Linked DNA regions of Mus musculus: regions 1 and 2 are each linked to region 3. The links are chromatin contacts, called in public HiChIP or PLAC-seq maps. All regions are on one chromosome and are shown on one strand. The core of a region is the stretch at or near the end of the contact, and the rest is flanking DNA. Distances in the headings are between cores, read along the strand shown. Region 1 has its middle 18 kb from the start of 4933432I09Rik. Region 2 has its middle 17 kb from the start of B830017H08Rik. Region 3 holds the start of Dgcr6 (DiGeorge syndrome critical region gene 6).

Evidence for each region. HiChIP or PLAC-seq counts read pairs in DNA pulled down with a chosen protein or histone mark.
Region 1: a contact with region 3 is called in an H3K4me3 HiChIP or PLAC-seq map of bone marrow-derived macrophages, with 2.8 times the contacts expected there. The contact joins the enhancer-like site here to the promoter of Dgcr6 in region 3. A contact is called at or near these places in 9 of 39 promoter capture datasets (3T3-L1-derived adipocytes, the HPC-7 cell line, cranial neural crest and 6 more), 2 of 15 datasets of contacts at CTCF or cohesin (the NIH/3T3 cell line and large pre-B cells), 24 of 484 Hi-C or Micro-C datasets (3T3-L1-derived adipocytes, CD8 T cells, bone marrow-derived DN2 thymocytes and 16 more), 17 of 115 datasets of contacts at active chromatin or transcription factors (the HPC-7 cell line, the NIH/3T3 cell line, the SCID.adh cell line and 11 more) and 3 of 9 other capture datasets (adipose tissue, liver and pancreatic islet).
Region 2: an HNF4G HiChIP or PLAC-seq map of pancreatic cancer cells shows a contact between it and region 3. The contact joins the enhancer-like site here to the promoter of Dgcr6 in region 3. A contact is called at or near these places in 2 of 39 promoter capture datasets (the C10 cell line and embryonic stem cells), 2 of 15 datasets of contacts at CTCF or cohesin (embryonic stem cells and large pre-B cells), 1 of 484 Hi-C or Micro-C datasets (embryonic stem cells), 4 of 115 datasets of contacts at active chromatin or transcription factors (embryonic stem cells, large pre-B cells, pancreatic cancer cells and 1 more) and 2 of 9 other capture datasets (adipose tissue and liver).

The regions. Positions count from the first base shown.
Region 1 is chr16:18,193,569-18,197,671 of GRCm38.p6, reverse strand. No RefSeq gene overlaps it. Among named protein-coding and RNA genes, the nearest start is that of 4933432I09Rik, 18 kb to the left of the region's middle. Within about 2 kb of position 2,506, at least 123 of the 459 cell types and tissues checked have an H3K27ac peak or open chromatin away from gene starts, as enhancers often do. A contact at or near this core is called in CD8 T cells, the HPC-7 cell line, bone marrow-derived macrophages and 8 more, where this site is marked.
Region 2 is chr16:17,814,196-17,818,630 of GRCm38.p6, reverse strand. It overlaps the pseudogene Zfp520-ps. Among named protein-coding and RNA genes, the nearest start is that of B830017H08Rik, 17 kb to the left of the region's middle. Within about 2 kb of position 3,125, at least 112 of the 459 cell types and tissues checked have an H3K27ac peak or open chromatin away from gene starts, as enhancers often do. A contact at or near this core is called in pancreatic cancer cells and pro-B cells, where this site is marked.
Region 3 is chr16:18,063,929-18,067,967 of GRCm38.p6, reverse strand. It overlaps Dgcr6 (DiGeorge syndrome critical region gene 6), which reads right to left and starts at 1,565. Exons shown (of 5, transcript NM_001289814.1): 1 at 1,369-1,565; 2 at 1,112-1,272. The coding sequence starts at 1,478.

The sequences.
Region 1 (4,103 bases), core at 1,257-3,756, 130 kb before region 3:
GGAAGCTCCCAGCTCTATCCTTGTCCTCTGTGCACAGGAATGGCCGAACCCAAGGACACCTTGACGGTGGGGACTTCAGCGTCAGAGGCAGGAGCTACTGGGGTCAATCATGTTTCCTCACTTCTCAGAGGCCTTGCTCCCCAGCTCAGCTCCGGAGCTGGAGACCCTGTGGGGATCTGAAAGGAGGAACCTTTGTTTTCACTGCTGTCCAGGCCTGAGGCTCCCAAGCTTTGCAACTCTGAGGGCAGGTGCTAGAGAGGTCAAAAGCAGGAGCAGGAGCAGGAGTGGGCTGAACATTCTCTAAAAGAGCTCTGGACCCTGTAGGCCTCCATATGGTCCTAAGAGTGAAGCGCACGGGAGTCCTGGGGACAGCCTGCTGGCCTCTCTTAGTGTGGTTTCCTCCAAAATGACCCTGGTGTGAGGCTGAATATGAGCGCTTGTCTGAGCATGGTGACACTGGGAACAAGGGTAGGGTAGAGTAGGGTAGGGTAGATGGAGCTGTGGGAATGACTGGGTAGGGCATTGTGGGCCGCTTGGAGTTTGGCTCTTGATTTCTACCTCTGCATATGGCTGCACATGTTCACTAGTGACCTCCAAATGACTGGGGAGGGTTGGGGGGGGGCTCATAGTGCCTGTCATACCAGGAGCTGAGGGGGTGGCAGGATTAAGGATCTCTGGTTTAGGGGCCTCGCCCAAGCAGGGTGTGGGCCTGGGCAGTGCTGAATCCAGGGTGTGATTTTATCCCAGGAGTGGGAGCTGTTGGTGAGAAGAGTGAGCAGCGCTTCCCTCCTGGACATGGCCTCTGTGTGGATCCCCACCAGGGGATGGAGCCTGTTGGTAGTGCTCCCTGGCTAGCTCCGTTAGAAACACTTTTATGGGCTGTTAATTGTTATGCTCCCGTTTAATTCTGGGTGTCATTGCATGTCAGCCAAGCCCGACAGGCTGGGATTTATGCCTTGAAATTATGGGGCTTGGGTTGTTCAGAGGTAAAACAATTACCCATCAATCAGCCACCAATCGGCCTGAGTTAGGCCTGGCAGCCCTGTTAGCAAGTGTGGGTATCCACAGCCCTGAGAAGACCTTCAAGAAGAAGAACTGACTTTGAGAACAAGGTAGGCTGGGCAGGGTCCTGCCCCAGTAAGCTTGTCTGTCAGGACTCAACTCTAAGAAGGTGGCCCTGCTATGTTCTAACTGTTGGGATCAGTGACTTAGCCTCCCACTCATATGTTGTGACTGTGATCCCAGGGATGCTGATGGTAACCAGCTCAAAGATGCTGCAGAGTTGCAGAGAGGGAGAGGTGATGTGCCCAGTATGCTGAGGGGCCCTGGCTCGCTTCTGTCAGTCTTCTGCCAGCTCTGGGGTGTCACAAGGAAGACACAAGTACAAAGGGAGTGCTGGGGCTGCCAGCTGCGGGGACTATACCACCAGAGCCCCAATACCTTCCTATGGGTACAGAGGCAGATGAGGCCCTGCTAAAAGTGGGGAGGTAGTCCACAGTAGGGCATTGCCAGGAACAGCCTTTGATAAAAGTTCTGCACTTGCTCGGACCTTATTGGAGGTGCTGGAGTCCCCAAGAGGCACAGGGGAAGAGGGGACTCTGAGCAAAAGACCAAGAAGCCTCCATCTTCCTTGCTGCACTCCAGCCACAGCAGGAACAGGGCCCAGCACCTGCTCTGCAGACCCAGGTCTCCTCTCCATCAGTTCACATCCTCAGGTATTATCTTGCTACCCAGCAGTACCTGCTCTACCATCTATACCTGCCCCAGCTGCCCCTGCCCATCTCACCTCCCCAGCTGCCCTACCTGCCCCAGCTGCCCCTGCCCATCTCACCTCCCCAGCTGCCCTACCTGCCCCAGCTGCCCCTGCCCATCTCACCTCCCCAGCTGCCCCAGCTGCCCCTGCCCATCTTACCTCCCCACCTGCTCCAGCTGCCCCAGCTGCCCCTGCCCATCTCACCCCCCCCCCTTGATTTGCCCCAGCTGATGATATCACCGGGCACAATATGACTGTTAATTACTGAACTGGATGGCACTCTCCACGTGGGCTGGAGTAAACGTGAATTCCTCCCAGGCTTATGTCCTCCTGGGGTCATGTACTGGCAGGGGTCATATTCCTGGGACATGTGTACTAGGACCCAAGTGAGTCTCCTGCACAGTGTCCTCCTCACAGGCAGACTCCATTTAGCAGCAGAGCCTCCTACATTTTGTATTGAAATATTTTAACAGGAGAAAAAAGTCTTGTTTTCATTTCCTCAGTCACATGCTAATTGGCCCGCGCTGCTATGAGCAATTACCACAATCTAGGACTGGCTTCAGTCTATTCTAACTTCCTTGAAAGTCAAGGAGCTGTGACACCCGTGAGTCATTCACACTTCATCTTCCAGTCACTGTCTTTGCTTCCCCACCCTGAATGCCAACCTGCTGGTGGGTGAGGCCCTCCAGGGAACTGTGGAGCTGTGGGCGGGGCTTGGCCTCACCCACGTTTTCTTTCAATAGACTTGCCTGGGCCCATGGAGCTGGCTGTTGTCTGCTCTCCCAGTCCCAGCTGGCTGTCCAGGCTGGGCCCAGCAATGTGGTAGGAAATGCTCCCTAAAGCCCATGCTGGGACTCTTGGGGTAGCCGTGGCTTTGATTTTTAGACCGTGCAGACACCTGGGGAGAAGCAGGCTATACAGTCCAACGAGAGTTGCTGGGTGCTGAGGCCCACCCAGGGCTACGGTGGACACCTGTTATGAGAGAGGGAAGGGTGGAGCCTTGCGGGGTTTTGGCCAGAAAAGACTGGAGCTGGCTGGCTGGCAAAGATCAGCTCATTCTCCCCAGGGCAGCCCCAGGACTCCCGTCCACAGCTCTTGCACCCACGCCCAGTCCAGGCCTCATCCTGCCATGCCTGGGTAGCCACACTGGCATTTGGTATCTGGGGAGCTGCTGACAGTGCGTGTTCTGCCTGCTGACAAAGCACTGCTAGCCTATTTGGAAATGTCAGGCTGGCGGGTGGCAAGCCCAGCCAGTACCCGACTCCTGACCATGATGCTGGATGAGCTGCAGCCCCAGCAATGGAGCCAGGCAAGTGCTGAGAGGCACTACTGAGGGTTTGAGCTCTGGGTGGGCTACAGGCTGTGGGAAAGCAGCCCTGGGCTGACCCCGCCTCTGATGGATGAGGGCTCCGAGACACAGCTGCGGTGGACTGGTTGATGTGGAAGAGCAATGGTACACTGGGGACCCTACGGTATCCGAGGGAGGTTTATTGGCATCAGCTGATTTCCCAGGGGTCCTTGCTGGCAGTGGCCACTGTATTCCGAAGAACTGTGTGGGAGGGGAAGGTGTGAAGTGAGCACTGTCTCTGGCCTGCCTGAGCCTGAGCAGAGCTGTGTGACGGGCACATGGTAAACCAGGAAAGCTGGTGGATCTTCAGTGCTGGAAGCTGGCCCAGAAGGATGGGAGACAAACTCTCAGGCTGAGGGGCGCAGCTTTTGTGCTTTCTGGTCCCTTGTGCAAGGGCTGGCCTTTGCAGCCATGTTTTGGCTCTCCTGTCCTGTCTACTGGACACAGGGCTCTGTGACCCTCCATGGCAGTTACTTCCCTGGGTCCGGCAATACAGATACTTTGGGCCCCGATTCCTATGAGGACTGCCACACTGCTGTGCCTAGGCCGTGCCTTGACTTTGTGTGTAAGGACAGACACCTCCCAACTGGGGAATTTCAGTTGGATCTCCTTATAGCACCAGTTCAGGAACAAGGGGTTTCTAGTTGCCACCCCACAGTCTTTCCCACCTCTGTTCCTGTTGGGTCGGGCTCTCTGGAGACAGTCACCACACAGGACTGGACAAACACGTGGGGCAGGAGCCCTGCTGTGACCCTGGAGGCTCCTCCTCTCTTCAGGGGTGAGGTGGGAGTGGGGGTAGGGGGTGGGGGGGGGAGGGTAAGGCAATGTGGGGGGAATGGGAGTTGTGGCTCCAAGGGACACACCAGGGCTGGAGACACAGAGAGGGCTGTGTGTGCCTGTGCATGGGGTACGGTTGGTTTGGATTCCTGGAAACATGGTGTCCTCTGCATACTCTCCAGTTGCTGTGACAAAGTACCTGAGGAGAGCAACTTAAGAAAGAAA
Region 2 (4,435 bases), core at 1,876-4,375, 250 kb after region 3:
AAACACAAAGACTGACAGGAACTGGGCAATAAAACAACTGAAACAAATTCAGCTCTATCTAAGGTCAGCTATATTCTTAGAAGCCAGGTGTGAGGTCTTTACACTCCTGGGGCAAGGGCTTTCACACCCAAGTCATGGTTCTAATTAGGGAGTTCCATTCTAGCTAACCTTCTCATGAATAATGCAATACTCTAAAACAACAGCCGAATCTACTTCCTAAACCATTGTAAATTCCTGTATATGGGAACAACTTGGCTTTTATTCTAAGTGATAGTGTGGGGGGACTTTCTACTAATGAGTAATGTAGTCTGCCATACATAGCTATAATAAAAATTCTAAACTTACGTTGCTAAACTTGCCCTGAGATTTCTAACTCTATGTAGTAGATAGTAATGCCTGAATTCTTTCACTATCTCTCTTACAATACCAAAGGCAATTCTGAATGTCAGTGAATAGGCAACATTCTTACTGAATTCCAAGCCCAGAGTTGGCTCAAGGACTACCTAGGGTATTGGTGAAGGCCAGGAAGTAAAGTTCAATTTTGCTTAGGTATTTGGCAAGTCATTGCTTGGAGACACCTATAATAAAACAATACTGAAAGAAAGCAGACAGATCCATACTCTGACTAACGCAAGGGCAAAATTGGAGCATATGTGCTATGGGATGCCATGGCTCCAGGAGACTAAGTTTCTGTGAACTTTTTGCCTCGGGACTACTTCCAGGTTTCTAGGCCTGTCACGCCAGTCACTACTGGAATGGATGTAGCAAATCTTCTCTGGCCACCTAGGTTTTGGGCATGGCCAGGTTCTGCCTTCTCTATCCTCCTTCCTGCCACCTTCTTGAGTCTGAGGTTCCCTGTCTCATATTCATATTCATAACTGCAATGCCAGTTTGAAGGCTGTTTTTGCCAAGTTATCCTTACCTGGCCTCCTGGATTGTGCACAGAGTCATCTTTAATGTTCCCTTTTATATATACTACTCATCGTGTGGTGAGAGTGTCTCCCCAGGACCCTCTGCCACAGTCCCTCCTCCCCTGCACTCAAAGGGCCACTCTCCTAGAATTTACCCTTCACATCCTCACTTCCACTCTTGCCTGCACACCTAACATGGGCTCTCTCCTGCTCATCCTGCATCTAGCTGCCTGCTCTCTACCCTTCAGGAGTCAATTCTGACTGTCCCCTTCCTCTGTAGCTGAGAACCCCTATACTATATTGAGAGCTTGTGGAGAAAATAGACTTAGAAAGTAAGTCTCTCAGCAGCACAGAGGCCACCCCAGTAGTGGAAAAGGCCCTTTTTGGAGTCCAAGTGCAGATAAGTGGGTGCAACCCATCTAATTTGGTTGTCTGGTCTCCTCCAAGAGAAAATGCAACTTCTTGTATGATTGTTTTATTTTTGTTTTTTGAAACAGGGGTCTCTCTACACAGCCCTGGCTGTCCTATGCTCACTATGTAGACAGGCTGGCCTCGAACTCACAGAGATTCAACAGCCTCTGCATCCTGAGCAGTGGGATTAAAGATGTGAGCCACCATGCCAGGCCTACTTCTTGTATCTTTTTGAGAAGCACTGTTCTATCTCAAACTAAACTCCTGCAGAGTAAGGTGAGAATCTCCCCGGTCAGAGGCAACAGTGGAGTTGTTCCTGAGTAGTCAGATATAGCACACTGCCGAGGTCAGAGGTGAGCAAGGAAAGTGAGGTTGGGGCAGCCCTTGTGCACACGCACTACCTCACAGGATAGCTCCACAGAGGACATCCTAGGAGGCAAACCCATCAAGAGGTCTGCTGCTACGTTTCTGATGTGTTCAAGCAGCGCCAGCTGTTGGGACGGAGTACTAAAGAGTGAGAGGAGGCAGTCCTCTTTCCCCTGAGGCACCACAGAACTGCTGGCTCACATTTTTAGACTTGAGTTTATGCCAGTGCAATCTGTGGGTGGATGTATCTGGGACTGAATCAGCTCCTGATCCCGAGACCTGATCCTGATCTCAGCCCTCGGGGATTGATTAGAAGCCTGGCTGGGTCTTCAGCTGGAAGAGTTCCTTTGGCGGTTCACTTGGGCACTCTGCTTTTGTGCCTCTGGACTTCCGGGTGCTTTTGGTTTTCTATTTAATTTTCTGGTTTATTTGCAACTCCAGTCCAGCAACCCAGTCTGAGCTCCAGGGCCATGCTTCTGCTCCGTACAGAAAACTCTGCTTCAATCTCTTAGAGATTGGAAGGTGGAGCCTGAGATAATTGGAGGACATTTACAATACAGGGCTATATCAGGCTTTGATTCTCAGGCAGGTCAGATGGGAGGCAGCCCAGGTAGTATCCTGGCCTGGGAGCTGCAGAATGACACTGCACTGGGGAGCGAGGCTGCGCTGTGGAAGCCAGCTCCTATTGCTAGTGGGAGCGACCTCATAAAGGAGAGCCTTGGCAGCCACAGTGGGACTGAGGAGGCTGTCCCTCTAGGGTGCCCCCTCTCCTTTGATCAAGGCACTCTCACTGAACACTCATCTGCCAGATGCAGCAAGGACATCCAGTCCACAAAGGGACTGCCTCAGAACCACCAAAGAGCACAGCAACCGTCAGAAGAGCCCAGGCAATCTACACGAGAGCACAGACAGCATGAGGTGGGTGGGCACTGACGCTGCGGAGAGCAAGTCAGCCAGTGCGGGAAGGTATTCCTGCAAAGCTCCCGGCCCTTTCGCTGCACTTGCGCAATGGCCTTCAGATGCCACGAGTGCAGCAAGGCCTCTGGAGCGCCGACCTCGTGGAGCACCAGCGCAGCCACGCTGCTACTCATGCCCCAACGCGCACCCGCGGTGCACGCGGGCGATCGGCCCTACAAGCGCGGTGCCCGCGAGAAGGCCTCCAGGGGCAGCTCGCTGTTCAGCACGCACCGCCCAGCGCGCATCGGGGTGAGACCCTACGCATGCGCCGCCGAGTGCGCCAAGGCCTTCAACCAGCGCACGCACCTCACCCGCCACCTCTACGGCCACACGGGTGAGAGGCCCTGCAGGTGCGGCTGTGGCAAGGCCTTCGCCTGCCACTCTTCGCTCACCGTGCACGAGGAGATCCACCGTGGCCACAAGCCACTCAAGTGCTGGGACTGCGCCAAGGCCTCCCACAGGCGCGCGGGCCTCGCCCTCCACCAGAGGGCGCACACGGCGACATGCCCTTCAAGTACTGCGAGTGCGGCTCTGCTGCCCCTGGGACATGGGGTGCACCAGCGCACCCACAGCGGGGAGAAGTCGTTCCGGTGCTTCGAGTGCGTTAAGGCCTTCAGCTTGTACTCCTACCTCATGGTGCAGCCAAACTGGCGAGAAGCCCTACAAATGCCACAAGTGCGGCAAGACCTTCACCCAGAACCACTGTCTTACCACACACAGGAAGGTTCACCCCGGGAGAGAAGGCTTTCCAGGGCGGGAAGGATTTCTGCTGGAACTCACACTTGGAGCGCCAGAGGTTGCACTGTGAGGAGTTCAATAGGGGCTTGCTGAGCTCCATGCCTGGCAGCCTGCTGGATGCAGGGAATACCAAGGCGAGTGGCATGGACCCCATAAATGCTTTGAGCATAGCAAAGCTGTGTGTGATACAACTGACCCCTGGAGAACAAATCTGTCAATCAGGGTGACACTCGCCGGTTACTTCCCCACTCTCCCAAGTCATCAGCTCTAGATTCTCAGAGCCAGACGACTGTCCCTCCAGGTGAAAAAGCCTGGCTTGACCTTAAAGTAGTCTCTCACAAGCCATTCCCTCCTACTAGATATGGTCATGGCTAGGGAAGAAGTCATCCTACCAACATGCTTAGTGGGGCCAGAGCCATGAGAGTTTTTGCAGCTAGACACAGGCATTTTTCCTTCTCTCTCTCTCTCTCTCTCTCTCTCTCTCTCTCTCTCTCTCTCTCTCTCCTCTCTCTTCCTTCCTTCCTTTCTTTTTAAAAATTGTCTTATTTATTTATTTATTTATTTATGAAATAGAGTTTCTCCGTGTAGCCCCGGTTGTCCTGGAACTCTTCCCACAGATCAGACTGGCCTTGGCCTACCAAGTGCTGGAATGAAAGGTGTGCATCACCTCCTCCCAGCTGGCATTTTCTTTTAAAAGAAAATAAGGGCTGTGCAGATGTGTAAGTGGGTAAACTGCTTTTTGCCATGCAAGTGTGAAGGCCTGAGTGTGCACCTCCATAACCTGTGTGAAAGCCAGGTGTAGTGGACAGGTGTACGCCCACCTCTGAGCAGAACAGGAACCAGCAGGCTCTTGAAGCTCTCCAGCCAGCCAGTCTAGCTGAACTAGTGAGACCCTGACATTTCCCAGTGAATTTTTAATTGTTATTTAGGTGCTTTGCCTACATGTATGCTAGTGCATTGCCTGGGTGCCTGGTACCCACAGAGGCCAGAAAAGTAGATTAGATCCCCTAGGACTGGATAAACCCGTGTCCTCTGGAAGAGCAGTCCGTGCA
Region 3 (4,039 bases), core at 316-2,815:
GGAACAGTCTCGGAAAACCAAAATGGAAAAGAATGAACTTAGTCGTGTACTTTAGGCTTGTGAACTAGATATACCACATACCTCCATCAAAACATTAAAAAGAATAAAGAAAAGCACAGCCGGGCTGGTGAGATGGCTCAGTGGGTAAGAGCACCCGACTGCTCTTCCAAAGGTCCGGAGTTCAAGTCCCAGCAACCACATGGTGGCTCACAACCATCCGTAACAAGATCTGACGCCCTCTTCTGGTGTGTCTGAAGACAGCTACAGTGTACTTACATATAATAAATAAATAAATCTAAAAAAAAAAATTATTAAAAAAAAAAAAAAAAAAAAGAAAAAGCACAGCCACTCAAACATTTGGTGAAGAACTAAAGCTCTCGGAGAACAAGAGACTTCTCAACACATTCTGAGGCATTACCTTCATCCCCACACAAATATTACAAGATGCATTCCTAGAATACAATTCCTTTCTGGGATTTAGAAATCAATGTCTCACGAGAGTAACAGCAAAACCATCTGATCATCTCCACAGGAACTGCAAAAGATTTCAACAAAATCCAACACCTATCTCTAATGGGAAAATCCTGTCTGGCAGCACACAGGCATTGCCAGAAAGGCAGAGTATGTTTGCATGTAAATGTAGCCCAATATAGAAAACCTGCTTAGCAGGTGAGAAGCCCTGGGTTCAGTCCTCAGTTTCAAAATCCAAAGCAATAACAAAGCCCAAAGATCTATAACGTAGCATGGGGACATCGTCACACTATTCTTTCCTAAAATGTTTGAACCGAGTCAAGCTTGAACAAATAAAATGGAAAGGAGATCTGATGGTACAACGGAAGATGCCTAGTATAATTTATAGGAGGAGGTGATCAAGCCTGATACTCAATGGGAAGGTGCTGGAATAATGGATTATCTCTGTGGTAGCACACAGCTATCAACAGACCTACAAGCAGCGAGGTCCATCAAGCCTAGGAGGATGTGGGTACTCTAGGGAACGCGAGTAAGAAGTTTCTGGACAGCAGACTAAAAGGATCAGCATGGCTCTGCACCCCCTGACCCGAGGCTCCCGCGGCTAGGGACGCCCTAGGGAAGGTCCCGTCGCCCCCTGCACCTCGGTGTTCGTTCTGCAGCCGCAGTCTCTGGTTGTAGAGGCTCTTCTCAGTGAGGTGCTGAATCTCCAGAAGACCCTGCACGATTTCAAACACCGTTCCGTCGAGCAGCGCCAGGGCCAAGTCGCTGAGCGTGGTGTAGGACAGGCGCTGCTGAAAGGAGCTGCGGGTAGATCGCCGGGTGAGCGCGGCCGCGGCCCTGGCCCCGGCTCCGGCCCCGGCCCCGGCCCCGGTCCTCCCGCCGCCCGTCGCCGCGCACCTGGGCAGCTCCTTGACCAGGCTCTGTAGTGCTGACAGCAGCTGGTAGTGCCGCTCCTGCTGCCGGGCCCGATCCGCCGCCTCATCCCCGGCGGCCGCATAGCGGTCCATCGCGCGGTTTACCGCGCGGTCCCCCGCCGCCCCTCTACTCGGTCTCCTAGGGTGCCCCGGCGCGCCCCGCCCCCTCACGTCATTCTCCAGCGCGAACGACGCATGCGCCCCGCCCCTCCGGTCGGTCTCCGGCCGTTCACCGTGGTGCGTCAGGCACAATAAGACGCGCTCCACCCACCAGGGAGACTGCTTGTAAGCGCTTTGTCCTAGGGAGAAGAAATAGGGGCTCGCTGAGCTCCCAAGTGGTGCTGACCTTGGAGGTGCGCGCCCAGGGCTCTGCATTCTGGTGTTTTAAAGAAGCAACTCTGGCCTGCTGGGTGTTTTAAAGAAGCCAGTCTGGCCTGCGCCTAGTGTGCGCAGACTGAGGCCACTGGAAGCTGGACACTCCCAGCGGGTTGTGATCCACCCTGGGGGACCTCAGGAAAACAGTACGGAGGAGAGCCAGCTTCTCTTTAGGGTTCTTATTCTCATTAATAAAAGACTTTAGGACAATTTTATTAGCGTTAAAGGATACCCCACCCCCACAAGGAAACCTCAGCGACTGCCTGGAAGTGGAGAGTAGATGAGAAAAGAGTCTTGTGAAGTTGAATTCATGCTGGCTCAACAGTCCTTTACCTACTGAGCCAGCCCCAGCCCCTGACAGTGTCCACATTCATAATTTAGTTTGCAGCATGAATAAGAGAAATGACACCTTCCTACAGCGTTTTTTTAAATAAAAATTACATTCCCTGATGTGCCATCTTTTTCCCTTTTATTACTATTTTAAAAATATAACTCTGTTGAATCATCCTGGTTACTTTCTTTTTGTTTTCCCTTTTGCCACGATAAGCTCTGAAGTAGTGAATTCAGATCTGGGTAACATAAATTACAGTGAAGAAACCTTGTGAAGTTTGAATGCAAATGACCCCATAGCCTCAGATATTTGGAAACTTGGTCCCCAGTTGGTGGAATTACTAAGGAAGGATTAGGAGGTGTGGCTTTATTGGAGAAAGAGTGTCACTGAGGGCTGGTTTTGAGATTTTAAAACATACACCATCCATACATTCTCTGTCTGTCTGTCTGTCTCTGTATGTCTGTCTCTGTATGTCTCTCTACCTCTGTCTCTGTGTCTCTCTTTGTCTCTCTCTCTCTCTGTGTCTCTGTCTGTCTCTTTCTGACTCTCTGTCTCTCTGTGTGAGTGTGTCTGTCTGTCTGTCTGTCTGTCTGTCTGTCTCTTTCTCTTGTCTCATCACTACCAGCACCACCTCATGCTTTTGAATTAAGATATAAGCTATCAGCTACTTCCCCAGGGCCATACCTGCCTACCTGGCTGGTGCCATGCTCTCTACCATGGTGGTCCTGGAGTCACCTTCTGAAGCTGTAAGACCCCCAACAAACCCTTCTGTAAGTTGCCTTGTTCATGGTGTCCTCGCAGCAATAGAAAAGCCTCTGAAACACCTGTGCATGGAGAAATAATTTGCATGAATAAATATACTCCAAAGTAACTGTAATTTAATGTTGACAGTATACCAAATTATGGTGAATCATTTAAATCAGACATTTAAAAGTCACGATCTGCAGCTGGGGATGTAGCTTAGTTGGTAGAGCGTTGCCTAGCATTCAAGATGCAGTGGGGTTCTATGTGCAGTATCACAGAAACCAGGCATGGTGGCGCATGTCTGTGATTCCAGTACTCAGGAATTGTAGGCATGGTCGGATGCGCAGGGGCATCTTTGGCTACATAGTGAGTTCCAGGCTGGCCTGAGATGCAGTAGACCCTGGCTCCAAAAGAAAGTCATTAATTGTTCACATACTCAACTCTGGATATTGGAGTGTGAGCAATCCTTGAACATCTTTTTAGCACACCAATTAGGATACAAACAGATCCTAAACAGGGACACATGCCTGAAACACATAGTATTAGTGTGTACCCCACAATGTCCCGTAGGCCACATATTACAGCCTATGACAGCTGAGAAGGATGAAGGCTAGAGCAACCATGGTACCATGCCATCTGTGATATCACATGACAGCTAATGGAAGATACATGCCTCTGACATATCATGTCACTAAATCATGTAAGACATCGTATGACAGCTGGGAGGATGGATGGAGACTGCCATATTACGTAATGATTCTCCACAGTGACCCAGAGGAGACTAGAGAGCACTGTGCTGTGTCACATCAGGCCGTTGTGCATATGTGGCACATTAAGATGATCAGGAGTGGAGGCCAGAGTTAATAGCTTTTTCCCTGTTGCTTAGTATGGCAGTCCAGAGATGGCATGCAGACAGTGAGCCACAGTCTGCCATAGGGATAAGGTGATGTCACCTGTGATATTGTGATGCCAGGGCTGCAATCTGTCCTTATGAGAATAAGGAATGTGTTTCTTCTCAGCTGTTAGACCAAGGAGGCTGTAAGCATATCAGGTCTGGGCCTTCAACCTATATAAAATGTCATGTACAATATAAGATGGAATACAGGCCTGAGATCTCTCTCTCTCTCTAAATATATATATATATATATATATATATATATATATATATATATATATATATATCAGCTGAGAAGAGAGAGGCATC